Linked DNA regions of Mus musculus: regions 2, 3, 4, 5, 6 and 7 are each linked to region 1. A link is a contact called in public HiChIP or PLAC-seq and promoter capture Hi-C data. All regions are on one chromosome and are shown on one strand. Each heading gives the region's core, a stretch centred on a gene start, on an enhancer-like site or on the middle of the called end of the contact. The rest is flanking DNA. Distances are from core to core; before and after follow the strand shown. Region 1 holds the start of Tmtc4 (transmembrane and tetratricopeptide repeat containing 4). Region 2 overlaps Ubac2 (ubiquitin associated domain containing 2). Region 3 holds the start of Timm8a2 (translocase of inner mitochondrial membrane 8A2). Region 4 has its middle 29 kb from the start of Timm8a2. Region 5 holds the start of A330035P11Rik (RIKEN cDNA A330035P11 gene). Region 6 overlaps Tm9sf2 (transmembrane 9 superfamily member 2). Region 7 holds the start of Clybl (citrate lyase beta like).

Region 1 (4,416 bases), core at 919-3,418:
CAGGGAAATCTTCTCATAGGCTTGATCTTCATCCTCCATGAAGTCCTTCAACTGTGGCAGGCTGGGGATGGCACTGAAGGAGATCCTAGGAGGTCCTTGTGAGCATAGGCCAGGAGCCATCACAGGTAGGCCTGTGTGGGCCCAGTGACACACAGTGCCAGAAGTTCAATGGTCACTGAGGCCAGGGCCATACACAGTCTCAAGTCTTCTTGCTGATGGGAATCCACACTGAGGTTAGAGAAGCCTTGTCTCTGGAGCAGGACAGTTTGATCCTAGAGTAGAGACCACTCCCAATCTTTCAATTTATGTATTACTTCATTAGATGGTAGATTTGTGCTATCAGGGTTCACAGATTGTGACTAGTTGACCAGCATAGGAAGTGTCTACCTTGGGGAGTATTTCATTAGCTTAGTAAAACCTGTCCTGGACTTGACTTGTATTCAAGCTGCCAGGTGGCCAGCCTGGAGCTTGTAATTGTGGCCTGGCTCCTATCAGAGCTGCCTGGTGGCCAGTTTCTTTTTGCTTGTTTGTTTGCTTGCTTTTTTTGTTTGTTTGTTTTTGTTGTTGTTGGTTTTTAGAGATATTGATTTCTCTGTATAGCCCTGGCCGTCCTGGAACTCACTTTGTAAACCAGGCTGGCTTCGAACTCAGAAATCCGCCTGCCTCTTGGTGGGCAATTTCTATCTCACATACATTGCATTATTGCAAGTCGCACAAAATTGTTACTAAGTTACACAATTTCTTTAAACTTATATTCCTAACAATCAGTCAGTTGGTGGAGGAGGCATATAAAGGTAGAGGCACTTATAAATCAGGACCTTGACCATTCATTAGATGCCAGGACTAAAGCCGACTTTGGTTTGTGATACTCTGGCTGTCACAGACCACCAGAAGGAAGGCAGAGAAAGCATGACGGATGTCTTACTATTTGAGATGTGGTGGCATATACAAGGGGAGAAGCTAAGTGGGGAACTAGATAAATAGGTTTGAACTCCGAGAAAGCAAGGAAAAGAAGTGTAAATCTGAAATGTATTGATTGGAGTGTTGGCAGCAGATTAAATCATACAGGGAAATTTGTGGAGTAGGAGAAAAGGATGAGGCTTTTAAAACTCTTAGCGATCATTCAGGGCAGGCAAGCCAGTCAAATAGACTTGGGGGTGGGGTGGGGGAGGGGGACAGGAGAGAGAAAAGGCAATAGGCATAAAGAAGAGGGCATTTTAAGGAGGAGGAAATTGTGAGATGAGGTAGCATTGGGAAGCAAAATGTCCTCTGGCCTTAGTAAGGGCAGAAGACAGCAGAGGTGACTGGCAAATGCAGTTTCCCTGAATGAAAGCCAAATGAATGAAGTTGGAAACAGCTGTGGTTGGGGGTGGAGGTGGGGGTGGGGGAGGGGAGAAGCACTCTGCTTCAGCGATGAAGGGCAGCGAAAGGCAGGGTGACACATAGAGCAGAGGAAAGCTTGGAAGTCACTTGGTGCTGAGGATGCGGACTCCACTCCAAAGAGGGAGACAGATCAGAGACTGATGCTTTGAGGAGGGTCGGAGGTCATTGAGGTTTGAGGTCTGTAAGTCTGGTAGTGGAAAGTACAAAGGTTTTTTCTCTTGAAGGTGGCAGCACAAATAAGTACTAGGAGTGGAAACTGAGTGGGTGACCTTCCCATCAGGAGGGAGGTGTAGCACCTAGTGGTCGTGACTGTATGGCACTGCTCCAAAGGAGGCGCAGTCCTGAGGTTGCACGGCCTTAGGAGGAGGAAGTCACTTCCCGTTTCAAAGGGAGAAAGTGGGGACATTTCTTCAACAACTTCAGACAGAAAGAAGCGTGGAGTTGAGATTTTCTGCAGGGATTCCACAGCCCTCGGCGGAACGTGCGAGACAAGCCAGGAATAGGCTTAGAACGCACGGATCCGCAGGGAACAGCGGCCAGGCCCGGGAACCGCCGCTGCTGCTTCGCGTCCCAGCTGCGCTTTCTCTTCCCAGCAAAGCCTGTCTGCCCCTGCGCCTCCTTCGTGGCGAGCGCTCTGTTCCGACGTCACTCCGACACGGACCAATAAGCGGAAGAGGAGAGCGTGAGTGATGGAAAGGGCAACCGATGGTCCCGCGGCGGGAGGCGGGACTAGACGGGAGCGGGCAGCCGCGAGTGGGAAGCGGCGCGGCGGGGGGCGGGACGCGGCGGGGTGGGAGTGGGAGGGCAGCCCCTCCCCTGGCGGCGGCGGGCTGGGGAGCCGCCGGAGTTTAAGCACGCGGGAGGGGAGATGAGATCGCGGCTCGTGCTCCTTGCAGGTAAAGCGCGGGGCGGCCCGCTGAGGGCCGAGCGCAGCTGCAGGGCGCTCGGAGTTGGGCGCGGGCTCCCGGGCTCTCAGCTGAGCCGCCAGCCCTGCGCTGGGGCCCGGGGGCGGCGCCCGAGCTCTGCACCTCTACTAGAGTTAGCTCCGACACTCGAGCTGCCTCCCGCGGACGCCGCCCCGGGCGGTCTGCGCCTGGGTAGAAGCCGCACCCCGGACAAAGAGCGCGCGGTAAGGGTGCGCGCCCCGAGCTCAAGCTCCGGCACTGCCCTGCTACGGCCGAGGTCGCCGAGCCAGACCCTTGCCTGCTACTGTCTGACCCAGCCGTGCAACAGCTTTGTAACCCGGGAGTCCACCGGGTGCAGCGGCCACCTGGCCGCGGGGTCCCCGCGCCTGGTCGCCAGCTGGCCAAGGCACGGGCGACGGCTGGACACAGCCGGGTAGCTTGGCCGCCCGCCCAGGGTTACACGGAGAGCCACCCAGCAGAGCCAGGAGTGCCAGTTACTCTACGCTCAACTGTGGAGCAAAGCTGGTACCACTGGCCTGGGAGCCTGGAACGGCTGCCAGGAGTTGGGGGAGCCAAGCAGGTGGTGTAGCAACCGCCTCACCTCCTGCGAACTCCACGGGGAGTCTGGGTTGTTGATGTTGTGACTGTGGGCTGTTTGTGTTTTCTTTCTTTTTATAACTACACACAAAAGAAAGGAGGAGTTAGAGGACAGATATCTCCACTGAATCATCCACACTTTGCTCTCTCCCCGTGAACAGATGGATGGGGAGAATTATAGTAAGGATTGACTGGAACCATTTTTGCCCCTTGTACCTGCATCCCCCGAAAGCTGTGCACTATAGGTGGAACTGGGGCAAAGTGAGGTATGCTCGCCCACCTGGGTGGGAAAATGGTTACATGCTAGCAAAGTGGAAACTTTCTGAGGCAGAAATTCTGAATGTGAAACCTCAGATGGGCAGCCACTTCTTGAATTAGGAAGATGGGTCACAACAGGATTCACCTTACTCTGCTTTTGGCCCATCACTACAGAGGATGGCTGGCTCCTTTGCCTCTAGCACAATGTGTGCTAGCTCTCTCTGCATCGTGCCAGATACGGGTGGTCAGAAACTATCACATTATTTAATCTGATTTCTAGAGGCAAGGTTGCCCTCCATCCTGAAGGGCAACTGGCCCTGGATGCATTGCCCTTAATGTAAAGGACAAGAGGCTCTCCATGCCTGTGGAAGAGTCTCCAGTTAGGTGGCTGCAGCCGGTTCCCCGTTTTCCCGGGGTGAATCAATTAGGTTGGGTCACTCTGCCTCATTGCAGCCAGGGCTGCTGTGACCATTGTTATCGGAAGCTTACAGTTCACAGCTCAGTGCCATTTAGCCTCTGGGGAGATATTGTTTGAGGTCTTTTTGACCTTTTGATTATTGACAGATGAATATATTTTAACCCCCTATAAAACCGAGGCTTAATATTAAGAGTTTGAGTATTGGGGATGGAGACTACTGGTTTGTTCCACATTGAACCTCTCTAAGGAGCCAGTTCAGAGAGTTCAGGAGACACCAGAACACAAGCTTTGTTACTGTGACTGTCTCTTCAGACTACTAGTAATAGGTTCAGTGTAGATGGGTCATTGCTGGAACTGGAGCCACTGTGCACATCCTGTTTAGCACCTCCTTACAGTGAGCTACCATCCAGGCTGTGGCTGAGGAGCCATGGCTCCCAGTCAGGGTATAACCTGGAGAAGACCATTAAGACATGTTGCTTAGTCAGAAACAAAGTATTCTTTCCTATACCCTGACAGGGATATGAAGATCTCTGCCACCTTGTGGGGCATGGTTTCATCTACCCATGCACCAGGCCTTATTTGTAGAACAAGGGTCATTTCCTATTGGAGGAAGGAGAGTTGGAATCAGGGTTATTTGTGTGGTGTGAAATTTGTATAGGATGCAAAGTCTCCTTGCCTGGGAAGTCGTATGCTGTAGATCTGCCCAAAAGAAGGGTTCCTCTTATTTGGTACACCCTGTCACCTGGTGGGCAGTGCTGGATGTTAAACCGCACCATGAGCATTAAGGCAGGTGATCAGGAACTGTGAATTGGTCAAAACAGTAGAGACTAACTAACTGCTTGTATTGCTTCACTC
Region 2 (4,416 bases), core at 1,372-3,871, 1.0 Mb after region 1:
ATGCTAGCAACACTGTCAACTGAGTTTCATCCTCAGCCTGAGACAGGTTTTTCTTGAATGCCATGTTTTGTTGGAAAAAATATTTTAAAATTAGAGTATGAGCAGGGAAAGGAGTTGGGTTCTAGAGCACCAGCTGACATCCACAAAGCACTGGGTGGCTTTGGGTAAGAGTTGTCTTCCTGAGGACCTGAGTTCAACTCCCAGCACTGTCACAGGGCTGCTCAAAGCCACCTGGCAGCCCCACTCCAAAGGTTGACACCCTCATCAGGTCTCTGCGGGCAATTGTGCTCACATGTGCATGCACCGGAACACTAATGCACCCAAACACGCACACACACAATCTTAGAATCAAGGCCACATCCTAGGATCTGCATCGCTACAGACCAGAACTAACCAGGGTCAATGAGGTCTTCTGAGGTAGGAAGTCCAAACATCAAGGTGAGGTCCAGCAGCACAGATCACGGCTTAGATAGCAGATGACTAGATAAGGCAGAAGGGAGCACACACCCCACACTGCAGGGGCAGGCAGATCTAGGATGGAGCACTCAGCTAGGAGGCCAGGAGTCCTGTTTAGGAAACAGGACATGGGAGCAAACAACCAGATACACTTGGGTCCACATCTGTGGAATATCTAGGCCAAGAACCCAGGGTATGGCCCTACATTATAGCTGGAAGCCCCCATATGGTCACAATGGAAGGTATCTCTTCAAAAGTCTGAGAACATAAAACAGGAAATTGTTTCCTTTAAGGCCACTAAAAACATGACTATCAACTGCACACTTACAGGTTTTTCATACCATTAACCCTTTTAGGAAGGGAGTCAAAAAGTAAGGCTCAAGGGCAAATAAAGAATTTAATTTACTGGCTGGGAAACATCAGTACTCTGGGTTAGAGTTAACCTCACCTGCCCGCGGGTCACTCTTGGTGAGAGTTAACCTCACCTCCCCACTGGTCACTCTTGGTTAGAGTTAACCTCACCTATCCACTGGTCAATCTTGGTGAGAGTTAACCTCACCTGCCCTTTGGCTCTTCTTGGTTAAAAGTTAACCTCACCTGCCCACTGGTCCTGCTTACATCGGGCCTCAAACCTTGACAAGCAAAGGCAAGGAACCCTGACCTGGCAATGACACCCAGGTGCTGAGCCCTCTCTCCAGCCAACAGAGACTGTAAGAGACCCAGGAAAGCAGCATCCCAGGGTCCCTGTGGACTACAGTCCTACATTCAGGAACCTTACTGTTCAACAAGAACAACAGTTACAGAGGCTGCTTTCCCAGGAGAACGGAAGAGCATCTACAGAAGAGCATCTACACGACACAACAAGCCTAGGAACACACGTGTCCCTGCATCTGAGCTGCAGCACAAAAGCTCCGAGACAGCAGACCCACTGAAGACTCATTCCTTCATCCAAAATATGTCCCAACTACTCTTATGAACCAGATACTAGTATCTGGACTCTAGATACTAGAGCATGGTACGGAGGACTGCAGAAAACTGCCCCTGCCCTGATGGAGCCTCCTAGTCCCTGCATGCTATGAAGCCAATGAGAGCCAGTGAGACTGTGAAGTCAATGAGAGGTTCGTTGAGCACCCCAAGAATGTGTTTGTAAATCAGGGATCCTCAGAGTTATCTGTCATGTGACTAAGTTAAAAAAGATCACTGTTTTCATGACACACACAGTCATGTCACTGTCTTTCAGGTTCTCAGATTCCAGGTCCAGCAGACAAGATCTGCACGGGTCGATGGTAGTAGACACATGGAGGAGAGCATGTTTAAGGGTAGCCTGTGCTAAGCATGTGTTTCAGGCTAGTCTGGGTAACATAGTGAGATCCTGTTTCCAAAAAATAAAAAAAAATCTCTAAGATCAAAGCAGTAGCAGCATGTGTCCACTTGCCCCAGCCTCCCCATGACCTGCCTCCCTGTGTGACCTGCCTCCCTATGTGACCTGAACCTGCTGCCACTACCAAACAGATTAGGTGGTTTCTCTATGTAGGTTCAGGCATCTGGGGTCAGCTGGGATCAGCAGGATCAGGGTACAGAAAGCCCCCTGTGGGGGTTTCCTCAGAGCCTTTGGTGGTCCTGATTCTCCATGTGGACCTTTGAAGGCTAAGCAACCTTACAGATTTAGCCAGTCTTGATTTCTCTTAGGGCCTCCAAAGACCTGTTAAATACGGGAGTCTACACTTGATCTTAGCCAAAAGGCCGAGAAGCAATTAAATATGGGAGTCTAAATTCCCAAAGTTTAACTAAAGGCCTTGAGCAAGCCATGAGTTATTTGCCCTGCGACCCTGCACCCATTTGGTCAGTCTATAGGAGATATTTGTGGAAAAGATTACACAGGAAAAAGAGGGAAACTCGAAGAGCAGAAGAAGGCACACCCATGCAGGAGACCTACACAGCGCCAGTTATCGTCAAACAGGACATTATCGCCACAGGTCGTGGGTCAGTCCCAGAATTCACTCCCACTTCCACCCTGTGGTTTTAAGACAATAATTTATTATTGGTTTTGGTCCTCAAAGGTAAATTGCGTGAAGAAGAGACAGGAAAATCAGAGCCTGCAAAGACGACACCTGACTCCTTTGAGGCAGCTCCTCTTCTCTTGTTTCCTCTCCTTTGTTAAGTACACCAACTGAGAGCTACAATCTTGTACCATCTGAAGTGTTAGTTTGAAAAGCTTTGAAGAGCCTAACTGTCCACAGAAAACAACCCAAACTCGAACCACATTCATAGTTCGATATAATCTGGCTTCCATGTACATTTCTAGCCTACAGTGGGTAAGACAGATTCTTTTTCACACTAAGATTGTTTGATTGCAAGATAAAGTCTGCTGTGTTGTAGACAGCAAGTAACAAAGGCAGAAAACAGATACAGTGAGGAGCACACTGCCTCTCTCTCTCTCTCTCTCTCTCTCTCTCTCTCTCTCTCTCTCTCACACACACACACACACACACACAGAGCGAGTGGAGGCACTGGGTAATTTGCTCTTAAATAGCTTGGAAAAGAACTAATGATAAAGATTTGAACCATGGCTGAGTTGGAGCAGGGTTTTGGGAACCACAGCTCATCCTAGTGTGGATGACTCATTACTGTGATTCATGAAACTGCAGGAAATGCAGAAGTGCTGGGACAGAGACAGCCACAAAGCTCTCAGCAGAACCCCAAGAAGAACTTCAAGGCCAATGTGTAAGCAGCATTTGCTTTAGGAGAATAAAATATTAATGTGTAAGGAGACTGGGAGAATTATGAATATACACAATGGCCTCAATTTTTCAGTCTTCCACAAAAGTAATTCAGAAGATCTACAGCCAGAGGAGTTCACTAAAAATCTCCAAGCCCATGGAGCTGGAGCACAGGATGGTGGAAATGATCCGCAGCGCAAGCTAGCTGGCCAGAGTAGCCAAAGTGGCAAGACCTAGATGTAACTGAGAGACCCTGCCTCCATTTGTGATGAGAGCAATCTAGGAAGACGTCCAGCAGAAGCTTGGTCCTCCACACACATGTGTACCCTGACAAGTAAGCATAAACAAATTAAAAACACGAAGATGTGTACACACGTGACAATTTTAAATACCAAAGACAACTGAAATACCCCACGTATGCTAAGCCTCACTTGCATCCTTCATAGCAACTCTTATTTAAACAGAACTATGAAAGGAGGAAAGAACCAACACCAAACAACAACAAAACCCAGAAAAACAAAAACAAACAAAACCCAATGGAACAGGAGTAATCTCAAAGCAGGAGGCCCAGCCAAACCCCTCTGGGTGCAGGCATTCTCCTCATGGCCTACTGAATGGACCCAAACAACAGTTCTTCTCAGCTCCCCTTGGCTCCTGGTAAGCTAGCAATGCCTTTCCCTCCATCCACACCCATCACTGTGACCAGCCGACAGAGGGTGGTGCTCAGGTGGTAAGAGAGCATCCTGGTGTCAACCTGTCCTTCTAATCACTGGATATTCTAGGACTATGTATTCAGAAACATGGGTACTCATGTAAGAACAAACAACACAAAAGAGATAAAACTGTTAACACTAAAAAAAAAAAAAATAATAAAATAAAAAATCAATTTATAATGAACTAAACTCAAAGCAAAGTTAGCAGCTTTCCTGGAAAGTACAAGTGGTTTCTGGTTTCTAGGACTGCAAGTAACAAACACATTTACATTTTACACCAGCACTTCTCGACCTTTCTAATGCTGCAGTCCTCAATATAGTTCTTCATGCTGCAGGGACCTCCAACCGTAAAACCATTCCACTGCTGTGTTATGAATGGTAATTGTAATTACGGGATATGCAGGATATCTGGTCTGTGACCCTCAAACAGGGTTGTGACCCACAGGCTGAGAAGAACCGATGTTTCCACACATTTTCCTTCCTGGTGCTAAGACTAAAGACAGGACCAAAGCCGGACCTCATGCACG
Region 3 (4,416 bases), core at 1,125-3,624, 950 kb after region 1:
CCAAATGGAATGAGATTCCTGGAATCAGATACATCTTGAAAGCTTCAGTCATAATTGTGACGATAAATTCTTTGGATTTTTACAGAAACAGCCAAGTCAGTTATGGCGAAACACGCCCATGTTCCCAGTGGTCAGGATACTGAGACAGAGGATCTGCTCCAAGTTCAAGGTCAATTTGATCTAGATGGTGAATTCCAGGCCAGTCAGGCAGCTACACTGCAAGCAAGATCCTGTCTTTTAAAGAAGTTGTCCATAGCGAAGCTCAATTTATTCTGATCCCTTCTCCCTCCCTCTTCCTCTCTCTATCTCTATCTTTCTATCTCTATCTCTATTTTTCTATCTCTATCTCCCTTCTCTCCATCCCTTCTGCCCACCCCCCTTTACCTACAAGCCCAACAGGTTGTGTCTTCCAAGAAAAGGTTGTGGAGAGAATGAAAAGAATTCTGAAAGCTAAAGTTTTGCTTTAGGGGTATGTTTTATTCTTCAAACCTCATAGATAGAAAAAAAATCAATCAAAATAACCTAATAAGTGGATCCTATAATAATAAGCACCAGGCATGCCCTCCCTGAAACCATACAAATCTTCGTATCTCTTAAGGCACATTTTGAAACTTTTTGCACCTTGCTATATAGACAGAGTACATTAAGTTCTTCTTAGGCCAGTCTAGTAGTGAGAATTAAGTTCATCGGCATCGGCGAATTCCTTTATAAAAAGGGCCCACAAGGGTCAGGCTGCCTGTTCTACCTGGAGAGCACACTGTAGGATAGATACCTACTAAGTCATGGGGGAAGGAAAGAATGTACCGAAGGTACTGTATGAACATCCCATGGATCTTATTCCCAGCCCTGGACACCACTAGATAAAGAGCCTCAGTCAAATAACAAATTATTCTCCCCCAGCTGTTTCCTCCACTCCTGCCTCCTCTCCCCCCACCTTTCCTTCTCTCATAAGTTGCCAGTCATAACTGTTGTGGGTTTGTATATGCTTGGCTCAGGGAGTGGTACTATGAGAAGGTGTGGCCTTGCTGGAGGAAGTAATGTGGGCGTGGGCTTTGAGACCTTTCTCCTAGCTGCCTGGAAGCCAGTCTTCTCCTGTTTGCCCTCAGAACAAGATGTAGAACTCTTAGCTCCTACAGAGCCATGCCTTCCTAGGTGCTGCCATGCTTCCTGCCATGTTGATAATGGACAGAACCTCAGAACCAATAAGCCATCCCCAGTTAAATGTCCTTAAGAGTTGCCTTGGTCATGGTGTCTCTTTACAGCAATGGAAACCCTAAGACAACTGTAATGTTAATTTTGATTTCTTAAGAAATTCTTATGAAGTACCCTATCTCACTATGTAGCCCAGACTGGCCTCAAACTTGCAGTCTATCTGCCTTCTAGTGCTCGGATTAAAGGCATGTGTCATTAAGCTCAGCTTCACCTAATAAGCTCTACTATAATATCTAGAATGAACTCACACAAAAAGAGATTTATTGTGTGGTTCCAAATTACAGAAAGCAGTTCCACTATCAATATCAAACTAGCAGTTAAGGGGACCTTGTGGGGAGCTGAGCTCCACATATACCTAATGCAGCTCTTATTCATCTGTCAATCACTTTCACAACATTACCTTAAAACACAACCCACAGGCTCAGAGATGCCTAGAGCACTTCCTGCTCCAGGAATCTGAAGCCCTCTTCTGGCGTCCATGGACACTGCACTCACAGTGGCATAAATTCATACAGACATACACAGATATACACACACATCTTTAACTTTAGCACTCAGGAGGCAGGAGCAGGCAAATGCAGAATTCCTGACTAGTTTTGTTTGCAGAGTAAGTTGCAGGCTGGCCAGGGCTACATGGTGACATTCTATCTAAAAAACGAAAGAAATAAACGACCATCCACATCTCAAACCCCCATGACCCTCAACCCCACAAACATTGAAAAAAAAAAGTAATTAATCTTTCCTAATTCTTAGATGATAAGACACCCCTCCATGTTGTTCTCATCACCATCCCCTCCTCAAAGCTGTCCATTTCCCCACCTACCTCCCTTTTCCAAAGCGGGGGAAACGCTGAGATCAGTCGGAAAGTCTTTCTGAGAAGAGTGGTCTCGCCTTCTGGGTCTGCTCCAGTCGATTCAAGATGAACTGGCTCGTATCAATGAAGCGCTCGACGCAGTTCACCAAGCAGAGCTCCGCCCGGCCATCCAGCCTGGGCCCGGGCTTGTCCATGCACTTCTCCCAGCAGAGCTCTGTCATGTGGTGGATGAGCAACTGCACCCTCTGCTTCTGCACCTCTGCCTCCATGAACCGCTGCAGCTGCGGGTCTGAAGATCCCAGGCTGGTCCCCCGGGAAGACCAGGCGGACTCCATGACAGCGAGCCAGGGACCGGAAGTGCCCCACCCACCAGGCGTCCTGCTAGAGAACGAGAACCGGAAGTGTCATGGCTGCCTCAGGCCCACCTAGGAAGCTTGGCCCTTTTAGTCTGCAGGCTGCTCTGCCTGGCTCCGCTTACCTTAGTAAAGATTTTTAAAGGAAATCTTAAATTAGCACTGTTAGACTCCGTAAGGCTTTCCAAATCGTTCATGAACAAGCTGATGGCAGTCAAACTCAGGCTGAATGAAGAAGACAATGGACCAAGGAAGCAATGCTTACCTTTGGTTCATCCTAAACCCATCGGCTTACATTTCCCAAGATAAAATTTGACAGACATTTCGAAGATACAGAGGATCTACAGACCATTCTCAGAAAGCGTTTCTGACTGATGCCCTCATTTGCCAAAGCCATACAAGGTGGTGCTCAATTCTATTTGGTCCTAATTTTTACCAGGTCCTAATAGATGGCTAAGTCTCCCTCCATTTTCAACCCTCGACAGTCATCATCCCTACCTTGACTAGAATATTACATCGGGTTCTGTTTGCAACATTCCAGATTAAGGGAGAAGTGGGAGAAAAATACGTGACCCAATGAACGGACACCATGAACCCATTTGTATGACTTCAGCCTCCTGCACACCTGTTGCTACCCACACATTTACTTGGTCCTGGCCTTCTAACTCCTCTTTCCTGTGGGGCATAACCACTGAAAATATGCCTTTTTAGGGATGTGAGATCTTCAGCTCTTTAACCTTTAAGAAGATTTTGGTTAAAAATGGGAAATAAAGAAGGATTGAAAATGTCACAATGTTGGGAACAAGCAAAAGAAACTCATTCTAAGTACTACCATTTCATTTCCAGACTCCATTTAAGCACAGGGAGAAACTAAATTCAAGGTCCAGGGCCCCAGGGGGAGCTGGGGACTTCTCTATAGCTGAACTGCTTCTGTTGTAAATAGTTGTCTGAGTCCTGGTATCTCAGATACAACTTGTAAGGAGACTTTTGTCTGAGACCAGTTATCTCAAGGACAACTCCATCTTGCTGACAGGGTCAAACAAGTTCATATTCTCAGGCCTGGGAACGAACACATATCCTACTTCTCCAAATATTTTCTTAATTGTCTTTTAACTGGTAAAGAATATAGAAACTGATGTTATCTAAACCAAGGTGCATAAGTTTTATACCCCAACTAACTACATGCAGCTGGCCCACTCCTTTACCCCGTTATCACTCTGAGCTCAGGACCTAATGTCTAGGAGAATGCATTAAAGACCTTGAAGCCAGGTACTCTGGATACAGTCCAGTCTCCAATGGGAGACTTGCTTAACCCCTTGATTTATGTTCCCATCTTTTAGAAATGTTGTACAGTTTCCTTTCTGGGATGCAGTTCAGATCCAGAGCTGGCTGCCCCAGTGAGCACTCGGAAAATAAAGCTTTCATTTTTAAGCTTCCATATCTGAAGCTGGTTTTCTTGGTTTCCACTCTGAACCCCCACAGTTAGAAGGCTGGAGATGGTTCAGATGTTTAAAACAATTGAAGTTCTCCCAGGGGACCCGACTTAGTTTCCAGCACCCACATGGCAGCTCACAACTGTCTGTATTCTAGTTCCAGGGGATCTGACACCATCTTCTGACCTCCGTGGACACCAGGCATGCAGATGGTACATAGACATACATTAGGAAAGCACTGGAATATGTTTTTAAAAATTTGAAGAAAAAGTCACAAATTCTTCAGTCTGTGGAAATGCAAGAGACCCAGTTAGGTAGGTTGGATGCTATAAAGGCGAGAAATACAACCACCCAAAGCCTACTGCTCTACTGTTGGCTGGGATGTGTAAGTAATTACCAGTGACTCTCTCAGGCTGTTCCTCACCAGCTCTATCTTCCTTATTGCTGTAAGGAATGTCAGTTTGTTTAAACAAACAAAGAACCACAAAACTCTATGGATCAAAGACTGGCCCTGAACTTGATAGGCAGCCTAGGTTGGTACCAAACTCTTTTCTTTGTGGATTGGATATTTTCTATATTTACATTTCAAATGTTTTCCCCTTTC
Region 4 (4,416 bases), core at 1,153-3,652, 920 kb after region 1:
GTTAACGACACATGAACTAGGCATGTCACCAAGGGCAGTAAGCCTGGCCAAGTCCAGACCTTCATTCTGCCTAATTATGAAAGGATGCAGATGATCGACAAGGCAGGTATTTCCTACCCAGGAGCCATGGCTGCACATCCTTGTGGAAGGAACTGGAGCACAATAATTTATAAGCCACAGGATGATTCTCTTTAAATGTTTTGTTAATAGGGTGAAAAGATGGCTCAGTGGTTAGGCGTACCGGCTGCTCTTGCAGAAGACCTGTGGTCTAGTTAAGGTTTCTGCTTGTGTGAAGAAACAATGTGACCACAGCAGCTCTTAATTTCTTCTTTTTTTAAACCTCTTGCAACTTTTTTAAGTTTATTTTTTAATTAATGTGTGAGTGTTCTGCTGCATGCACACCAGAAGAAGGCATCCGATTCCTTTATAGATGGTCATGAGTCACCATGTGGGTACCGGGAATTGAACTCAGGACCTCTGGAAGAGCAGTCAGTGCTTTTAATGGCTGAGCCATCTCTCCGATCGCAACCATGACGACTCTTATAAGGGAACATTTCATTGGAGCTGGCTCACAGTACAGAGGGTTAGTCCTTTATTGTCATGGTGGCACACAGGTAGACATGGTGCTGGACTGGAGCTGAGAGTCCTACATCTGGGTCTGCACCCAGCAGGAAAACAGTGACACCGGGACTGGCTTGAGTATTTGAAACTGCAAAGATCACCCCCAGTGACACACTTCTTCCAACACAGCTACACCTTCTAAAAGCGCCACTCCCTAAGGGCCTGTTGAAGTCATTTTCACTCAGACCACCACAACCTGGGTTTGGATCCCAGCATGTCACATGGTGGAATCAGTGCTGAACATCAAATCCTAAAAGCCTACATTAAGCACATGCCCAACTACTGAGCTACTGCACCCCAACTCTAGGCTATTCTTACTCGTGTGTGTGTGTGTGTGTGTGTGTGTGTGTGTGTGTGAGTGTGTGTGTTTTCAGATACACTTGCTTGGGATTCACTAGACGCCAACTGTCCTCTGTCGCTCTCCACTGTACTTCCTGACCCGGGGTCTCTCACTGAACCTGGAGCTCACTGCTTCAGCTACACTGGCAGGTGAGGCCCTGGGATCAGTCTTTTCCCTCCTCCAGTGCTGGGGTCCAGGCACCAGGCACTCACTGCACATGGCTTGGGCAGCAAGCACTTTACCCACGGAACCACTGCCCCAGCTCTGTTCTTTGTGTATCTGCACACTGCCCACTGTTCTACAGAACTTAGAAATTACAGGTAGCTCCAGCTAGAGGATATTTTGGTTTAAAACAACTTCAGTACCAAATGCTCATGCGATCACTGGGGAAAATGGTAGGAAATATTTAGTTCAACAAGTAAACAGGATAGCAGGCTTGAAGATGATTCCACATTTTGATCACAGTGCATTCTAAGAGTAACCTGAATTGAGAGAGGACGTTTCTGTATCTGTGCCTGAGTGAAACGCAGTAGAAGAGGTTGAAGTACCAGTCTTTGCACAGGTCCTCTGGTGCCCTCTTCTGATCAGATGTGGTACTGAAGCCCAGGCTGAAGTGGGTGGGCCCCTTGGGGTTTTGTAAGGGTCCCCCTCCCAAAAGGCCACACTTCTGTTAAACCTTCTGCAAGCAGACTAAGGACTTGGTCAGAACCTCATGACTGTGAGGAGATGAAATGTTGCAAAGTTATCTTGGGCTAGCTTTGGCCCCTGTAGTTGCTACTCATTGCAGATCTGTCTGACATAACACTCTTGTGACCTTCCAGTGTAGCCTTTGGGATGCATGAACAGACCACAAGCCTACATTGTCCCTAAGGTTGAGAATGTGACAGAGCATGCAGCGCTCCCTTCAGCATGGTGAGACCCACAGCAGACATGTCCCCATTTTGCTGTAACACAGGTAAACATGCCTCCACCAATGGATTTGGAAGAGCTTTAGGGGTTTTTCCTGTACTTATAAGAACATGCCATGTATGAACAGTATTTGGGGCAACTTGAATCCATCTTCACAGGCCTTAGTCATGCATTTTGCCTTCAGAATTAACTACTTCTTATTCCCTTTGAGGTGAGAACTGTACTGTGTGTGGATAGAGTTCTGGTAAAGCCAGCGGGACATTTCCTTGGAATAATGTTTGTAAATGCCTAAAGTAAAGCAAAGAGTGGATGAATTACTGTATGGAAATACAGAGACACTAGCACTGGAGTGCAGAATAAACGTGTTTGTGATTTAATAACTTATTAAACAATTAGTAAATTATAATTTCAAAGTTATGAGACATTAAACATAAAAAAGGAGAAATGTTCAGATCTCTATAGCAATGGCAATCTGTATGTAAACACCTGTGGTTTTTGCCAGCGGAAAAGCAGTAGAGGATGTGTTGAGGAAGTTCTCACAGCTGCCAATAACAATACACCACAAACAGGGTGGCTTAAAGTGAGATTTTCATGCTCCTGCTCGCCTGGGAGATGAAGTTCTAAACTCTAGGTGTAGTCAGGACCATGCTCTCTCCAGGGCTCCTGTTTCATCCAGCTTCCGGTGAGCCTGGGATTTCCATGGCTCATGGCTAGACTACTCCATCTTTGCTTCTGTCTTCATGGACTTGTCTATATAGCTTTCATTATGACACGGGACATCCTGAACGGTACCCAGGGAACAGCTATTTCAAGGCAATAAGCATTCACTGTGGTCACTGTGTCCTGCTGTGATCAGAGAGGATGCCCTCGCTGCTGAGCAGGATCCAGACAGCATTGTCAGGTAGCATGGTGCTTTGTGCGATCAACCCCAGGCTTCTAGCATTCCAGAGATCAAGGCAAAGCAGAGACATTTAGATAGGAAGAGTATCTTGTACTGAGGCTTGTAGAACTTGGTTTGGGTCTAGGATGTTGGGAGAATGAGAACCATCAAGACAAATATCAGATGTCAGGAACAGAATAAGATGAAATAAAACCCCAGAAAGATGTTTGATACATAGCTTAAAAGTTGCACTATTTTATTAAGTACACACACACAGAGCCACCTTGGCCATTGTAACATAAGCTAGGGTCATATGAAGAAGAGAACCTCGGTGGGAAAATGCTTCCACAATACTGGCCCATAGGCAACCCTAGGCATTTTCTTGAGTAGTGATTGATGTCGGAAGGCCCAGTCCACAGTGGACAGTGCCACCTTCAGCAGGCAGTCCAGAGATGTCTACGAAAGCAGGCTGAGCCCGTCATGAGGAGGGAGCCAGAGAGCAGCATTTCTTCAGTTCGTGCTTCTAGGTTCCGGCCCTACTCAGTGACTATAAAGTGCAAGATGAAATAAACCTTTTCCTCTCCAGGTTGGGTTGGGTCAGAATTTTTATCACAACAACTTCTCAAGAGGCACACACCACAGTGCTTTACTTTTGACGTAGGTGTTTGAGATTTGAATTTCAATTTTGGATGGCAAGTGAACCTTACTTACTCACTGAGCCACCTGTCCAGCCTGAAGAATTAAAAAAAAATTTTTTTTTTACTTTTTTGTTTTATGTGTATGACTTTTGGCTGTGTGTACATGGGCGCATCGTATGCATGACTGGTGCCAACAGAGGGCAGGAGAGGGCATCGGATCCCAGGAACTAGAGTCATGGGTAGTCGTGAACTGCTGTACCAATATGGAGAATGGTGCTCAGGACCCCTGGGTGAACAGCAAAGGGCTCTTAAGTGCTGACCTATCTCTCTCTCCAGCACTAACACTTCCCCCACCCCTGGTGGAGGCGGGGATTGACTTTTAGAGACAGGATCTCACTGTGTACCACTGACTGGCCTAGGACTTGTTCTGTAGGCCAGGCTGTCCTCAAATCAAAACCACCTGCTTCTGCCTCCTGAGTGCTGGGATTAAAGGGATGTTATTCTACCACCACTGTGCTCAGCTCTGGGTGATCTTTACTAACTTATTTTTGATGTGTAAGAGTTTCTCTGGTGGTGGCTACATGGCAGGCACATAGCCCAGGATGTCTTTGCCTGAATCCCCAGCTTCATATGTCACTGGATTCTTGCAGTTGCAATGCTGCCAAAGTCCTTCACTCATGTTATGGACCAGACAGATCCTGCAGTCTATTTGAAGTGTTTGGATCAGCTGTGATCCCGGCTGTGATATCCCAGTGATGAATGAACGTGGTGTCTTGTCAGGAGGCATTTCCTGACAGTTTAGTTCTGTTTATTTTTTGGTGGTGATCTAAGAAAATGGCCAGGTCTGGTGGCTCAGGTCTGTACTCTCAGCTACTCAGGAAGCTGAGGCAGGAGGATCACAAATTCAGTGCCCGCCTAGGGTACAGAGTAAGTTCAAGACTAGCCTGGGCAGCTGAGAGAGCAGTGTGCCCTCAGTTGGCTCTCTCTGTGGGAGCCCCAGTGTGTCCCTGGACTGGCTTTCTCCATGG
Region 5 (4,416 bases), core at 1,162-3,661, 880 kb after region 1:
AGTTCTCATGAATGGTTTAGTGTTCTCAAAAAATAGGCTAAAGAAGCTCTTTCATCCCTCCCACCACATGAGGCATACATACACATGGACGAGGAAGAAAATGAATCCTCACCAGACCCTAAATCTGTGAGCACCTAAAACTTTGATTTCTCAGCCTCCCAAACTGTGAGGTAAATTTCTGTTTGGAAAAGAGGGAAGGGATGTTTGTAAAGTTACCATCTTGACCGCAGGAATAAAAATTTAAACTGTTTACTAAGCAGAATAGCTCCCTACTGAGAGAAAAGGGAAGATGTCTAAGTCTCCACGCCAGCTAGTTAGAGAAGAGCCTAGGGACATTTGCCCTCTTCCTACTGCTAACGGAGTAGCTGAGAACAAGGACAGCAAGCCAACATCCAGAATATGATCTGTCTTGCCTGTTTCATCCCCACACCTATCTAAGTCAAACCCTCAAAGGATCAGAAACTTCAAAAGGACACTTAAAGACCTTGTGAGACAACACAAATCACCCACAAATCCACTCACACTTCTCTCTAAAGTCCGTGTCCAGTGTCACATCTCTGCTGCTTCTCCAGAAGACTCTAATCCACAAACATTTCCTCATCTATGCTCTCTAGGTATGTGGACCATACCTTTCGTAACATCAGATTTTATTAATAAGCCTCTGTTCTCCAGTGGCTGATGGAGGAGCCAGGAATGTATTTCTCTAAGAAATTACGAATACAACACACATTCACTGTTCATTTACAGACCAAGTACTTGTTTATAAAGGTTGGCTTCTGAAATATTTAACAGAAAAATTCAGTGTGCCTGTAAGACTGGATCTCACTTTAGGTCAGAACTCTCTAGAAGGAGGCAGAAGTTCCTGCTTTTCCGGGTACCACAGTTAATGGACTGTGTGCCTGGGTGAATCTTACCGATTGGTAGGCATTATTGAACCCTCTACGACTTACGTGTCATAGATACACGTTTGTTTCTTTCTAAAACTGTAGTGACCATGTTAACGCCACACAGGATAGCCCACAAACCTAAAGAGAAGCTGCAAAATGCCATGAAAACTTTAATAGCCTCCCTAATACTCTAAAACAACCTCAAAATTCACAACTGTGGTATAGCTAAGAGTCATAAAATAAACACCAGCTTAAAATTTTAGTAAATAAAAAGTGTAAACGTTTTCTTAACCATTATTTGAAGTATTAAAATTAACGGTTTCTGAGAGGCCCTGGATCCTCCAAATGGTTAAGTTTTAGTAACTTTACGAAATAATGGTGTATTGTGATGCTCTACACCTGATACCTAAAAGCTGCTTTCAGCTGGTAAACTGAAAAACGTGTGGGCGGATGGCCTACGAAACCAACATTTTCAAGGCAGGTTCTTTCTCCCGCTCTCTGCTGCTTTTTAAGTGTTTAAAGCCATCGCGGAGAAACCCATTTGGGGGTCTCTTAAAAATTTTATAGCTTAAAAAAAAATTTAAAGGCCAGGGACTAAACTTAACTACAACTAGTCTTTATTAACGCGGTTTTCAAGGAGGGTTAGAATGCGTCACAATCCACAGGTTAAATGATCAACTAGTATTCTTGAAGTTCGGTATCAAAGTCCTAGAGAGAATAAGCCGTCATGACCAGGAGTTCTAGGAAAGTGCAATAAAACAGTGAGCTACGAAATTAAGTTACTGGAAGTTGTCGCTCGGCTGGGAGCGCCCCGTGTGGGCATCGGGTCACCGCGTACCTGCGTGCAGGCCAGTCCAAGGGCGCTCCGCAAGCCGCCGGGGTCCGGGCAAAGCGCCCCGAGCTGCAGCGACGAGCCCGCGGGGACCACCCGGGGTCCGCAGGCCCCCGTCCCGTCGCGGCTCGAAATGCGACCCCACCCACAGCTACGCCCCTTCCCGCTCCTTGACCCCGCTCCTAGACCCCGCTCCCACCGCGGCGCGCAGCCCGACAGGCCTCCCCCACCTTGCACTCGTTGCTCTTCTCTTCGGCGCAGAAGTTGACCGGCGCCAGGCCGGGCAGGTAGAAGGCGCTTCCCGGGCGCGGGCCTGGGACCGTCCCTAGCAGGAGCAGCGACAGCAGCAGCAACCTGGAGCCTTGCGCTGGCGGCGACGCTGGCGGCCTGGAGCTCATGCCGGCGGCTGTGAGAGGCGAGCGGCCGAGCCGAGGGGGACGGCGAGGAAGGAGGGGTCCGGGGCGCTCGGAGATCACCTCAAGGCCCGAGCGCAGAGAAGGCCGGCCCGCAACGGCTAGTTCCGGTTACGCTAGGAGACACCGCGGGCCCCGCGACAGAAACCGAAGCGGGCCTCCACGGAGCATGCGCGGGGCCGCACGCACATGCTCAGTGCCGGCGCCGCAAGCGCAGCGGGCTCTTTCCGGGCGGGGCGGCCAAGAGATCCGCGTTCCGGGATCTGGGTGACTTCCGCCTGCGCGCTTCCGGCACCCACAGTCGGGTTCCAGGTTCCACCGTGGCGCTCCAGAGCGCCGCGCTTCTCGGGCGCACCTCTTCTCTGCCCTCTGTCACCTCATACCCGTCAGTCCGCTCAGGACTGATGAACCAAGTACTTTCTGATGGAGACCGAGTTGGTCGATGAGGCAGAGCTCAGGGGTTACCTAGTTGGGGCCAGGGTAAGGGAACAAATGGAAAGAGCGGTTCGTAAATCTTTAAACAGCTCTTAGAGGTTATTTGCAAGAATAATTCCTAAGCATCGGAAATGCTGGGACATTCTTGTGTGGGAGAAGTGTGCACACAACAAACATATCTTTCAGAAAGTCGAAATGAGATAGATGAGAGAGGGTAGTAAATATAAAGTAGCAATGGCAGGTTGCAATGAAGATACCGGGGCTTAGTTAAGCAAAGCAGTCGTGTTAAGGAAGACTATTACGGCATTATTACTCTTCGACAAGGTGCATAGCTTTTCCCATTGATAATGGGAAATGGTTATGTCTCTGTGTTAGTGCGCAAGCATTATGCTCAAGGAGGAGAAAAGTTTAGCATAAAAAGCCCATGGAGTTTTAGACTTCAACCGAATTCTTCCCCAAGTGCATCATCTTAGAATATAAAACACAGTCCTGGATGACTGTAACCCCCAAATTCAAGAAAAGGCAAATTCAGAAAATAGGTAAATTCAAAAAAGTTTGTAGTCTCATGCTATTAAATTTTTTCTGTGTGCTCATATATTGCTCCCTTCCCCAAAGTTTACAACTAACCAGATTTTCAATGGCTCTAGCACCTACAGAAAGAACTACTGACATACCTAAAAAGAGCTTTAACATCAAAGGTAATTTGTACTGGCTGAGCGTCCTGGCTTTGGAACATTGTGATCTAGCGATGTGCCTCTGGGCATGGGTTCATCACTGGAGAAATGAAAGTTAGAAGAGAAGACAAGGGTGCTCACCCTCTCAAAGAGTGGTAAAGATTAAGTTAAAAAATACTATATCACAAAAAAATAGGTGATATAGTAGTTGTCCCAGGCGGTCCTGACCACTTTTATAACAAAAGGAGGCGTGTCCATCAGCGCACACCATCTCAAATACATGCACATACTGAACTTTGGGCTAAGTCAAGACAACGCCCTTTGTCGAAAAAGGAAGCAGCTGTCTCCAAATATAAAGAGGTAGGATTAACACCCCCCACACACCTTACCTATTTTTCTGATAATACCAAACTAGACCTTCACTGCCGTAGCTCCCGCTCCAACCTTGCCATTACTACTTTTTTCTACCTGTGACAATCTCACTGTCCATAGCTGGCATGCTGCTCGCTGTGCCACTGAGTTCTTTTGGTGGTCTCTAGGCTCCTACCTACCACGCTAGGCCACTCTGTAGGTCTCCCCAGCTTCTACTTGTGCTAAGAGGGATAATGTAGAATGTAGGTGTCCCCCATTTCCACCGCTGCTCCTCGGTGTCTACCAATTTCGGAAACGATCGTGTTTATTGTTCACTGTCTCACTTCCCAGGGCTGCAGGGGCCTGGTCTCTGCATCTTCCAACTCTACAGCAGGGCCTGGAGAGACGAAGGCGAAGCAAACTAGAAGTGCTCGCTCGGCCCTGGTCGCCGGAGGACACAGGTTCTAGACCTGAATTTAGGGTCGCAGACTTGCGGTGCTAACGCCTGAGGGTTCCCAGGGTTTCCCGCTCGCTTTCACAGACCACCACAAGCTTAAGACCGAGAATCACTTCCCAGGATGGCCTGGGATACTCAGTGATGAACCCACGGTGACCTGGTGCTTCCTGCCCCGAGACCTGACAGCCTCAACACTCTGGGTAAAGTAAATTAAAAACCCGGACAACTGGAGTCTTTGAGAATGAAAACGACATCGGGATTCCAGACAGCTGACTCGCTCAGAGCTCCAACTGGGTGTACGCACGGCGAGTAAAGCCAACTCCTACAACGACACGTCACCGTGCTGGGCCGCTTCTTGGCTGGTGGG
Region 6 (4,416 bases), core at 656-3,155, 820 kb after region 1:
TGCTGATGTCCTAGGAGGTGCCACACAGGTCCCAGTGGTAGAGGTTGCTAAGAAGAGACCCAAGTTTAGGTTTGAGGCACAGACCTCATTGACTGCCTGGAGAGGTGTCCTGGTGCCCTGAAGTTCCAGCTCAGAGGACGCAGCTGAGGGGATCCCTCTGCAGATGGAGAAGCTAGGATGAGGCAGGTCTGAGGGATGAAGTCCACCTGTGTACAAACTGAGCTTGAGAGCTATGAGGCCCATTCAAGGCTGTCTAAGGAGCGGTGGCTGCAGCTGGAGATGGATGAAATGGTTATGGGGGTGAAACTGGGTCAAGCAAAAGAGACAGAACAGGGGAGGACATCAACACTCACCAGGCAAATACTGTCTCCAAAACACCACAGTCATCAGGACATGACGGGGGCTAGGCCATGTCTGCAGCATCTCCTTGGGATTCTGGGCGGTGTAAGACTTAACACACGGGCAGAGAAGGACCGTTAGCTGGGATTCAGGGGGCACTGGAGACCTCGGCAGTACTTCCAGCAGAATACTAAGGATGTAACAAGATGAGATCGCAGAGGGAAGGAGGAAAAGAAGAGAAAGAGTGGATCAGAGTGCTTTTGTGCTGTTTTTCAAGACAAGCAGAAAAGTAGGCGTTACTGGCTATTCCTGGTTGTCAACTTGACTATATCTGGAATGAACGACAATCCAGAACTAGAGGGCTCACCTGTGATCCAGATCTTGAGACCGGAAGACACGTTTCTGACCTGGATCTTGGCATGAAGATCTTGAGGCATCATGACCATGAAAAGCTTAAGCCCAGGGAAGGTAGTACACGCCTTTAGTCCCAGGAGACTGAGGCAAGGAGATATCTTGTTTGTCAGCCTAGGACAAAACAAGTCCCAGATCCAGGCATGATGGTACACACCTTTAATCTGGGCTACACCTTCTGCTTGAGACCTCCATAAGGACGTTGGAAGAAGGAAGGTTTGCTCTTTGCTTGCATTTACTTGCCAGGACATCTATTAGAATCCACTTCTACGGAAGACCAGCTGAAACAACTAGCCTCATGGAACTGACCAACTACTAGATCCTTGGACTTCCCGTTCACAGCTGACCATTGTTGGGGTGGTTGGACTACAGACTGTAAGTCATCATAACAAGCTCCCTTAATACAGAGAAAGTCCGCCGGGCGTGGTGGCACACGCCTTTAATCCAGCACTTGAGAGGCAGAGGCAGGCGGATTTCTGAGTTCGAGGCCAGCCTGGTCTACAAAGTGAGTTCCAGGACAGTCAGGGATACAGAGAAACCCTGTCTTGAAAAACCAAAAATATAAAAAAAGTAAATAAATAAAAAAAATACAGAGACATTCCATAAGTTCTGTAGCTCTAGCCCTAATACAGTAGGCATATTTCAAAACAGCAAGGAAAAGCATTGAAGACAAAGAAAACAATGAGGGACAAGGAAGAGTCTCTGAGAGACAGCAGACAGCCTGAAAGATTTGGCAAACTTCACGCAATGCTGGGCATGAAGATGGACTGCAAAGATTCACAACAGTGCTCAGACAGCCACACAAAATGGCTACATTAGAGAAGACCTAGGGAGAAAAAAAGGAATGCGGCAAGCATACCAGCAGGAACACCCCTCACTCAGCTGTCCCCAGGTCCTTACAAATGTGTGGTTCTCTTCACAAAAGCTTTTAGACAGGATAACTCAGGGGCTCCCACCACCCAGAAAGGGTCTACAAGTAATGTGGGTTCACTAGCACGGTCACCAGGTCCTTAGAGGGAGATCTTCAGCTCACCCCTGCAGTCAGCTTTCCCCACTGCCCTTCATTAGTTCCTTGCCATCTTCTCTTCACAAAGATCCCTCAGTGGTTTGGGAGGGTAGAGAGGACTATATATGATGCAACCTCATATTCTGGTCTTGATCTCACAGGAATCCTTTTGTTTCAACTCCCCAATGGCTGGGTCAAGCATGATTGACCATGCCTGCCCTTCTTCCCCACCCCCAAATTATTTTATGTACATTGGTGTTTTGACTGCATGTATGTCTGTGTGAGGGTGTTAGATCCCCTGGAACTGGAGTTTACTGATAGTGGTTGCTGGGAATTGAAACTGAGTCCTCTGGAAGAGCAGCCAGTGCTTTTTACCATGGAGCCAGCTCTCCAGCACCACCAACCCTCTAACTTTTTTAAAGGTTTATATTTATCTGTTTATGCGCATGAGTGCAGGTGTCTGCAGAGGCCAGAGGAAGGATCTACAACAGGTGGTTGTGAGCCATCTCTTCTCCTTCAAATTTTCTTGCAATACTTTTACGAGTTAAACATTTGTAATCTGAAAACCTAAACTCCAAATTGTATGTGTGTATGTGTGTAGTGTGTGTGTGTGTATGCTAGGAACCTAAACGAGGGCCTCAGTGCATGTTGGGCAAGCACTCCACCATTAAGCTCCCCACAACCCCCAACTCAGAACTTCAAACTTTTACAACACTTACATTCTGTTCCCAAGCACTCTAGACAGAGGATACTAGACCTATGTATTTCATTTCTTTCCTCGAGTGTGTGTGTGGAATGTGGCTGGTTTATAAAGAACAAAGGAAGACCAAAACAGCTAGTCAACTGTATTGAATCCTGATTGTTCACTGTAGCAAAGCTGAAGCAAACTTTGCACCAATTAAGATCAACCTGGCTTCTGAATGGAGAGCTTGCAGATCAGGCCAGGTTTGGTCAACTGGCCTATTCAAAGGTACCAGTTACAGTGCAAAGAAGAGAGCAGTACTGAGAACTTTTAAGTACACTAAAGCTTCTCTGAGCCTCAAAACCAACAGGCTGCTTGGTTGTGAAACAGGGTCTCAATATACATATTGTACATTAGTAACCCTGACCAGCCTGTCTCCAGTGTTCTGTGCCTCACTTTCCCAGGCTGGGATTCAAATGTGCACCTGGCCCAACTGTTGTGGAAAATCTCTTCAATGTGAGGTAATCTTAGCTCAGTTTAAAGTACGTGTCTGATCTTTTCTTGTAAGCAGGTGAAAGTGAAGCCATCAATAAAAGGTGTTTTGATGAAGATCTGTCTGACACCACTGTCATCTGTCAGCTTTCCATATGAACTGGTTCAAACTTGCCAGATGTAAGAAAGTTATTAGTGAGCTCCTAATCTAGGACAAGAATTATTTGTGAAACCCACTGCAATCATGAGGTAACAAATGCTAATGTGCAGACCAGAGAGCCTAACTCATGCTGTGTGCAAGGACAGGGTTGAGTCTGTAATCCAGGGGGGCCTCCAATTCACTGTGCAGCCCAGAGGGACACACATCATCCTTACGCCTCACCTTCCAAATTAGAGGTATTACAAAGGTGTGCTCCTATACCCTGCTGACTTAAAAAATTACTACACTTTGGAACGTAAGTCTACAGTGTAAATTTTTAATAGTAACAATATAAGGCCTGCATTTAAGTTCTAAATGTGTCATTTATCTGACCAGACAGGCATGACTACAATTTTTATCATTCCTTCAGAGTGAAAATTCAGACTTGACAAAGCCCGACAGTTTCACTTAAGTGGAAACAGAAAGTGTGTATCCACAGTATTCAATATCATCCAATAAAATAGTATAGTGGCCAACACATTTGTATTCACAGAGTTTTCTTCAATATGCAGGGAGTGATACAATGAAGACATTTTTACAATATTTATTAAGATAACAAATTTATAAATTCAAAGACTCAGAGGCACATAGTTTAAAAGGCCAATACCATGGGAATAATGAAGTCAACACAGAAAAGTAAGAAGATATGAACAATTATAACCAATACAAGATTTTTAAAAGCCACATTCCCCCCAATGAACATGTCATAGGAATCATCCTTCAAAATTACCATGATAAAAAGTTATTTCCTTCAAAGAAAAATAATTCTTTCCACCTACCGAGTCTAGAAAATCCTATTTACAATCAACTGTCCAGTCTTTCATCAGTATTATGGCCTCCTATAATCTGCCATTAGAAGTATTGAAAAGTTTATAGCTATCGTATTTACAAATGCACATAATATTTAAATCTGCTCTTCACTGAGAACAACTGAATATATACTTAATCCAATCACAATACAAATGCTTTAGTGTTGAAACACATCTTGTAGGTGCAGGTGCATGGGAGAGGTGGACTTGGAAGTATGTTGTTTCTGAAGGATTACTAGGCCAATAAGTCTGAGAAAACTCAAGGTAGTCACAAAACAGGTCTTTGTGGATGAAGATTTAGTTTATTTCTGTTTTAACTGGACACACTGGGCTTCTTCAGTCCACTTTCACCACACTGTATATTTTGGTAACAAACCAAAAGCATGCAAAGAAGCCAATTGTTCCTATAAAAGAAAACACACAAGTTCATTACTTTACATTAAGAGATAAAACAACCAAACCCACATGTAAAATGACC
Region 7 (4,416 bases), core at 892-3,391, 800 kb after region 1:
ACCCAATCTAAAAAGACTATACACCGTATGGCTCAAATTCTTTGACACTCTAAATGAGATGGATCAGCAATAAAACTATATGTTACGTAGGCCTGACAACCTGACTTTCATCCCTGGAGCCCAGGGTGGAAGAAAATCAACTCCTGAAAATGATCCTCTGACCGCCACACATAAACTGCAGTATGTTCGTGCTAACATTCATACACACACACACACACACACTAAATAAAGTAAATGTAAAAACTAAATCGTCTGTTGGGTAGAGGGTACCTGGAAAGAATGCAGACCAAGAAAAGCACCAATTGTATACAAAAGGGCTTTGAAGAAAGAAAAGGGTGCTGACCTAAGCAACTCTAGGAATAAATGGAGCCCATGAGGCTGGAGGGAGTCTAAGCACTGTCTTCTAGTGGGTGGACATCTTCCCAATGGGTGTGGGCTAATAAATCATATGCTTGCTAGGACTGAACAATTAAGTGCCTGCGTGGTAGACAGCAGGAGCTTCCTTACAGTTGGGCCGGTGCTTTACTGACAAGCCTCAGGAAGAAGTTAGACTGCTCCCTGAGTGATGTGTTAGACCTGGAAGCGTCCTAAGGACTCATGTGTAGCTTGAGAAATAGCTACAGATGGTTCTATGTAGCAACTTTGATAGGTGTGTGTGTTCCCATCTATATTTCTTGGCTCTGTCAAGTGAGTTATGCTCCCTTCCTTGAAAGCGGAGTAATTCATATACATCCAGCATGGCCACAGAGAACTGCATGAATAACATGACAGTCTAGAGCTCAGGGCAAACGCTGGTGGGTCAGAAACAGGGATCAGGATTTCTGGTCTTGAATGGCCCCTGCGTGCTCAGCAATGGTTCAGACACTCTGAAAATAAGCAAGGAGCCTCCAGAAGTAGCCTACTGGTCCCAGACAGCACTTACATCCTCTGGTGGGTTTACTAGGACCACACTAGCACAATTGGCTCACTAAAGCCAAGTACCTGCCCTTGATAGAGATGATGCATGGTATGGGGGGCAGGGTGGTGGTGATAAAAAGGAGTTTACACTAAGCTCCAAGCCTATTAGAAGTGGTGACTGTGTGCGGTCAGGACTGGTCCTTTCACACTTCAGAAACGGAATCTCTGGGCTGGCCCAGGACCCCTCCCTTACCACCACTCAGGTTCCAGGAGTGATTTTCCTCCAGCCAGGGTGCAAGGCCACAGATGAGAAAATGAGGTGCCTAAGACCATATGGGTCCTGTCATGGGTCTGGGGTAAATCATGAAGCACAACACAAAAGATGTAAAAAACGCTAAACTGTGAACTCTGGCTCCATCGCTCCGTGGGACTTTGAGACAGTCTCTGATCCTGTTTCCTCACAATAGGCAAGACACCTTAAAGGAGAACTCAGGACACGTGCAGTTAACAGATAGGCAAGTGTCATGAGGGAGGGTCACTGTTTGTGACAATCTACAGTTCCTTTACCAACTAGTATTGCTATGTAGGCCAGGCTGGCCTCAAACTTGCTATGTAGATTAAGTGTAGCCTTTAACCTGCGTCCTCCTGCCTCCACTCCCCAAGTCATGGAATTCTTTTCAAATATCTACTCCAAAGCTGATGACGTAAGACTTAAAGTCTCTTGTTAAACCAAAGAAAACTTCAAAATATATGCTCTTTTCACCTAAAAAAAATTCAGTGTTTTTCATGAGCAGATTTTGGCAAAAGCTTTTTGGAACCCTCAGTCATTCTTGGTTGGGTAAGTGGGTCCAGAGAACAACATTTGGGAACCACTGTGCTTCACATAGGTGGGGTGAGCGTCTCAGCTACTCCAGAGCGCCCCTAAGTTAGCGCGGTACATGCCAGATGCTGACAGCCCTGCCAACCCAGTAACGTTTGTACCCATTGCCCGGGTCCACGCAAAGCCCTCCCACTGGGAGGCAGCAGCCGCAGCGACCTTGGCAGAGGTCAAGGACCGGAGGCACAGAGGTATCGGGCTAGAGTGCCCATGCAGGCTCCAGAGACCACTCTGGCTACCGCCTTCGCCGCGTGGCGGGGACAGAGAACCTGAACTCACAGCCTGGGCAGCGCCGCCGCTCCACGAACCGTGTTCCGCAGCACGCACAACGCCATCTTCCCGACTGGCCCGCCTACGCCCCGCCCTCGCCCCGCCTAGCTGGATTCGGCCACGCCCGCCCTACCAGGCTTAGCCCGGCCCCCCGCTTGCCACAGCCCAGGCCAGTCCAGCCAGACTCAGCCCCACCTTGCTTCTGCTGGCGAGGCCCCATGCAACGCTTCTCTTTCCAAAACCACGCCCGCCCTCGTTAGCCACTCCAATCCTCTGCGAGCCCTGCGCGGCTCTGCGCGGAGGCTTTGGTGACCCAATGCTCCGCCCGCTTCTGAAACGAGTTAGAGAAACTTGGGTTTTCTCTGGCAGAGAAGATTTAGGTTTCCGAGGGGCTTTTTTGCTGTTTTTATTATCAACGTGCCCCTAACACAGTCGGTGAGCCTGCGATGGTGCATAAGCTAAAAGTGGTCAAAGCAAATGGGCTCTACCTGAAAAGGTGCAGGCTTGGGACCCACACAGGCCCCTTCCCAATGCCTGCGGGTCTCCGGAAACTGAGAGAAGCTGCCATCGGTCGTCTTTCCTAATCCAGTGGTGCCCTACCTAGTGTCTGGTCCTTTCCACTCTCCACCCTCCACCATTCCTCTGTCTTCTACCTCTGCAGTTTTGATTTTGGTGGTCACTACGTTCCGTTTGTTCTGAATTGACACTCAAAGTCGTTGTCGGAAGCTGGATTAAAAAATAGACCCCAGACGGGCGTGGTGGCTCACGCCTTTAATCCCAGCACTTGGGAGGCAGGAGAATTTCTGCGTTCGAAGCCAGCCTGGTCTACAGAGTGAGTTCCAGGACAGCCAGGGCTACACAGAGAAACCCTGTCCCGAAAAACAAAAACAAAAGACCCCAGAAGTCCTTTGTAGCCAGAGTGGCAGCACAGATGCCGAATATCTGCAAGACTGAGTTATCGCTTAGTTTATGATACCAACAGGGCAGACTGTTCAAACCCTCTGTGAGGCCCCCTCACACCCACCCGGACCTCTCCTGCCTGCACCCAGTGAGGACCATCCCACTTTCCTGTCTCCACTGCGGGCCCCAGTCTGTTCCGCCAAAATGGAGCCTGAGACAAAGCAGTATCAGGAACACCCATTCCATCTCTAATTTACACATCTATATCTTGTACTAAGAGACTGAGCAGGCAAGCTTTGTCTGTCTCCAGATACTAGATCACACTCTTTGTCCTGTTACACTTCTCTATGGCCATCCATCCACCAGTAAAAACACAGGTCTGGGGGTTTGAGTTTTTAAAACTTTTGTTGTTGTTGTTGTTGTTGTTGTTGTTTGAGACAGGGTTTCTCTGTATAGCCCTGGCTGTCCTGGAACTCACTGTGTAGACCAGGCTGGCCTTGAACTCAGAAATCTGCCTGCCTCTGCCTCCCAAGTACTTGGATTAAAGGTGTGTGCCACCACCGCCCGGCCTTGAGTTTTTATTTATCAATAAAAGTCACGTAAGGCGTCAGTTACATGCACAAAAGAGTTATTGCAAGTTTTGCACCTGAGGGGGTCAGAGGGATTGAGGGGAGGTAGTGGGGGAAGACGGGTTGGGAGGGTGAAAGACTTCAGGGCAAAGTAGAGCAGGCATAAAACTTCAGGGATCTGAGAACCTCCTGGGCCCAGGTTTAAGTGGCCTAAATGCCTTTTTTAATAATATACTCGGGAGTAGAATTTAGGGCCTCAGCCAGGCAGGCAGGAGCTCTATCTACCACTGAGCTACACCCTGGCCCTAAGTGGCTGAAATCTTGGCATTGTTTCACAAATACATTTGTCCTAGATAGAAGTGAGTTATATTTTCACCACATGGCCTTGTAATTATCGTGAAAACTCAATTAACCTTCATTGTTTGTCTTATACTATCTAGCTTTGTATTGGTTCTACAGAACACCTCCTAGGATTCGCCCGCTGAAAATATCTGATCAACCTCACTGTTTGCTGTAACATTTAAATAACTTTCCAGTGGGAAAGGGCAGACCCATTAGGAAAATGAAGCCCTTTATTCTCTGGTTAGGAACCCCAAAGGCTCTTTATCACAATCCATTCTTTCCTTCCTTTTGCTGTCTGGCCGGATGTAGGGTTTTCTCACCAAAGTTGAGTCTCAAAGGCTGAGCGGGCCGGTGTCACTGGTTTCAAACTTCAGAATGGCGCACTTAGAAAGAAGCCTATTAGAAGTTCTGTGGAATGGTTTTTAAGCAGTGGCACAGATAGAACTTGGCTCTGAGATCATTGCTGCCTCCTGCTGCTAAGATACAAAACCCTCCCAGCCGCGCTCCCGGCCAGCGCTGCCTTTGATAAGGGTGATGGCTGCGTCTGGCTCCTTGGGGAGA

The links. Promoter capture Hi-C pulls out the DNA fragments that hold promoters and counts their contacts. HiChIP or PLAC-seq counts read pairs in DNA pulled down with a chosen protein or histone mark. Capture Hi-C pulls out chosen DNA fragments and counts their contacts.
Region 2: an H3K4me3 HiChIP or PLAC-seq map of bone marrow-derived macrophages shows a contact between it and region 1, with 6 times the contacts expected there. The contact joins the enhancer-like site here to the promoter of Tmtc4 in region 1. A contact is called at or near these places in 4 of 39 promoter capture datasets (3T3-L1-derived adipocytes, hippocampal neurons, liver and 1 more), 1 of 115 datasets of contacts at active chromatin or transcription factors (bone marrow-derived macrophages) and 1 of 9 other capture datasets (adipose tissue).
Region 3: a promoter capture Hi-C map of stem cell-derived epiblast-like cells shows a contact between it and region 1, with 3 times the contacts expected there. The contact joins the promoter of Timm8a2 here to the promoter of Tmtc4 in region 1. A contact is called at or near these places in 2 of 39 promoter capture datasets (embryonic stem cells and stem cell-derived epiblast-like cells).
Region 4: an H3K27ac HiChIP or PLAC-seq map of thymic regulatory T cells shows a contact between it and region 1, with 4 times the contacts expected there. The contact joins the enhancer-like site here to the promoter of Tmtc4 in region 1. A contact is called at or near these places in 1 of 39 promoter capture datasets (pre-B cells), 1 of 15 datasets of contacts at CTCF or cohesin (large pre-B cells), 1 of 484 Hi-C or Micro-C datasets (CD8 T cells), 5 of 115 datasets of contacts at active chromatin or transcription factors (embryonic forebrain, embryonic stem cells, large pre-B cells and 2 more) and 1 of 9 other capture datasets (adipose tissue).
Region 5: a contact with region 1 is called in a promoter capture Hi-C map of adipose tissue, with 5 times the contacts expected there. The contact joins the promoter of A330035P11Rik here to the promoter of Tmtc4 in region 1. A contact is called at or near these places in 12 of 39 promoter capture datasets (3T3-L1-derived adipocytes, cranial neural crest, embryonic stem cells and 7 more), 8 of 484 Hi-C or Micro-C datasets (cardiomyocytes, embryonic stem cells, granulocyte-monocyte progenitors and 4 more), 10 of 115 datasets of contacts at active chromatin or transcription factors (the SCID.adh cell line, astrocytes, bone marrow-derived macrophages and 7 more) and 3 of 9 other capture datasets (adipose tissue, embryonic stem cells and liver).
Region 6: an H3K4me3 HiChIP or PLAC-seq map of the 230-238 cell line shows a contact between it and region 1, with 10 times the contacts expected there. The contact joins the enhancer-like site here to the promoter of Tmtc4 in region 1. A contact is called at or near these places in 3 of 39 promoter capture datasets (the C10 cell line, hippocampal neurons and pre-B cells), 2 of 484 Hi-C or Micro-C datasets (pre-B cells and rod photoreceptor), 9 of 115 datasets of contacts at active chromatin or transcription factors (the 230-238 cell line, bone marrow-derived macrophages, differentiating embryonic stem cells and 5 more) and 2 of 9 other capture datasets (adipose tissue and liver).
Region 7: a contact with region 1 is called in a promoter capture Hi-C map of neural stem cells. The contact joins the promoter of Clybl here to the promoter of Tmtc4 in region 1. A contact is called at or near these places in 13 of 39 promoter capture datasets (the 3T3-L1 cell line, 3T3-L1-derived adipocytes, the C10 cell line and 9 more), 6 of 484 Hi-C or Micro-C datasets (the G1E-ER4 cell line, embryonic stem cells, muscle stem cells and 3 more), 9 of 115 datasets of contacts at active chromatin or transcription factors (bone marrow-derived macrophages, embryonic forebrain, embryonic midbrain and 4 more) and 3 of 9 other capture datasets (adipose tissue, liver and pancreatic islet).

The regions. Positions count from the first base shown.
Region 1 is chr14:122,981,035-122,985,450 of GRCm38.p6, reverse strand. It overlaps Tmtc4 (transmembrane and tetratricopeptide repeat containing 4), which reads left to right and starts at 2,168. Exons shown (of 18, transcript NM_028651.3): 1 at 2,168-2,279.
Region 2 is chr14:121,986,161-121,990,576 of GRCm38.p6, reverse strand. All of the region lies in intron 6 of Ubac2 (ubiquitin associated domain containing 2), which reads right to left. Among named protein-coding and RNA genes, the nearest start is that of Gm33473, 6.1 kb to the left of the region's middle. Within about 2 kb of position 2,621, at least 85 of the 459 cell types and tissues checked have an H3K27ac peak or open chromatin away from gene starts, as enhancers often do. A contact at or near this core is called in adipose tissue, bone marrow-derived macrophages and liver, where this site is marked.
Region 3 is chr14:122,032,632-122,037,047 of GRCm38.p6, reverse strand. Timm8a2 (translocase of inner mitochondrial membrane 8A2) reads right to left here and starts at 2,374. Exons shown (of 2, transcript NM_001037744.1): 1 at 2,036-2,374. The coding sequence starts at 2,361. The coding sequence ends at 2,068.
Region 4 is chr14:122,061,852-122,066,267 of GRCm38.p6, reverse strand. No RefSeq gene overlaps it. Among named protein-coding and RNA genes, the nearest start is that of Timm8a2, 29 kb to the right of the region's middle. Within about 2 kb of position 2,402, at least 71 of the 459 cell types and tissues checked have an H3K27ac peak or open chromatin away from gene starts, as enhancers often do. A contact at or near this core is called in CD8 T cells, memory CD8 T cells and thymic regulatory T cells, where this site is marked.
Region 5 is chr14:122,104,969-122,109,384 of GRCm38.p6, reverse strand. It overlaps A330035P11Rik (RIKEN cDNA A330035P11 gene), which reads left to right and starts at 2,411. Exons shown (of 4, transcript NR_015586.3): 1 at 2,411-3,601; 2 at 3,944-4,416. Tm9sf2 (transmembrane 9 superfamily member 2) reads right to left here and starts at 2,303. Exons shown (of 17, transcript NM_080556.3): 1 at 1,950-2,303. The coding sequence starts at 2,117.
Region 6 is chr14:122,158,575-122,162,990 of GRCm38.p6, reverse strand. Tm9sf2 (transmembrane 9 superfamily member 2) reads right to left here. Exons shown (of 17, transcript NM_080556.3): 17 at 3,388-4,342. The coding sequence ends at 4,275. Among named protein-coding and RNA genes, the nearest start is that of Clybl, 21 kb to the left of the region's middle. Within about 2 kb of position 1,905, at least 13 of the 459 cell types and tissues checked have an H3K27ac peak or open chromatin away from gene starts, as enhancers often do. A contact at or near this core is called in the 230-238 cell line, where this site is marked.
Region 7 is chr14:122,179,419-122,183,834 of GRCm38.p6, reverse strand. Clybl (citrate lyase beta like) reads right to left here and starts at 2,141. Exons shown (of 8, transcript NM_029556.3): 1 at 2,054-2,141. The coding sequence starts at 2,109.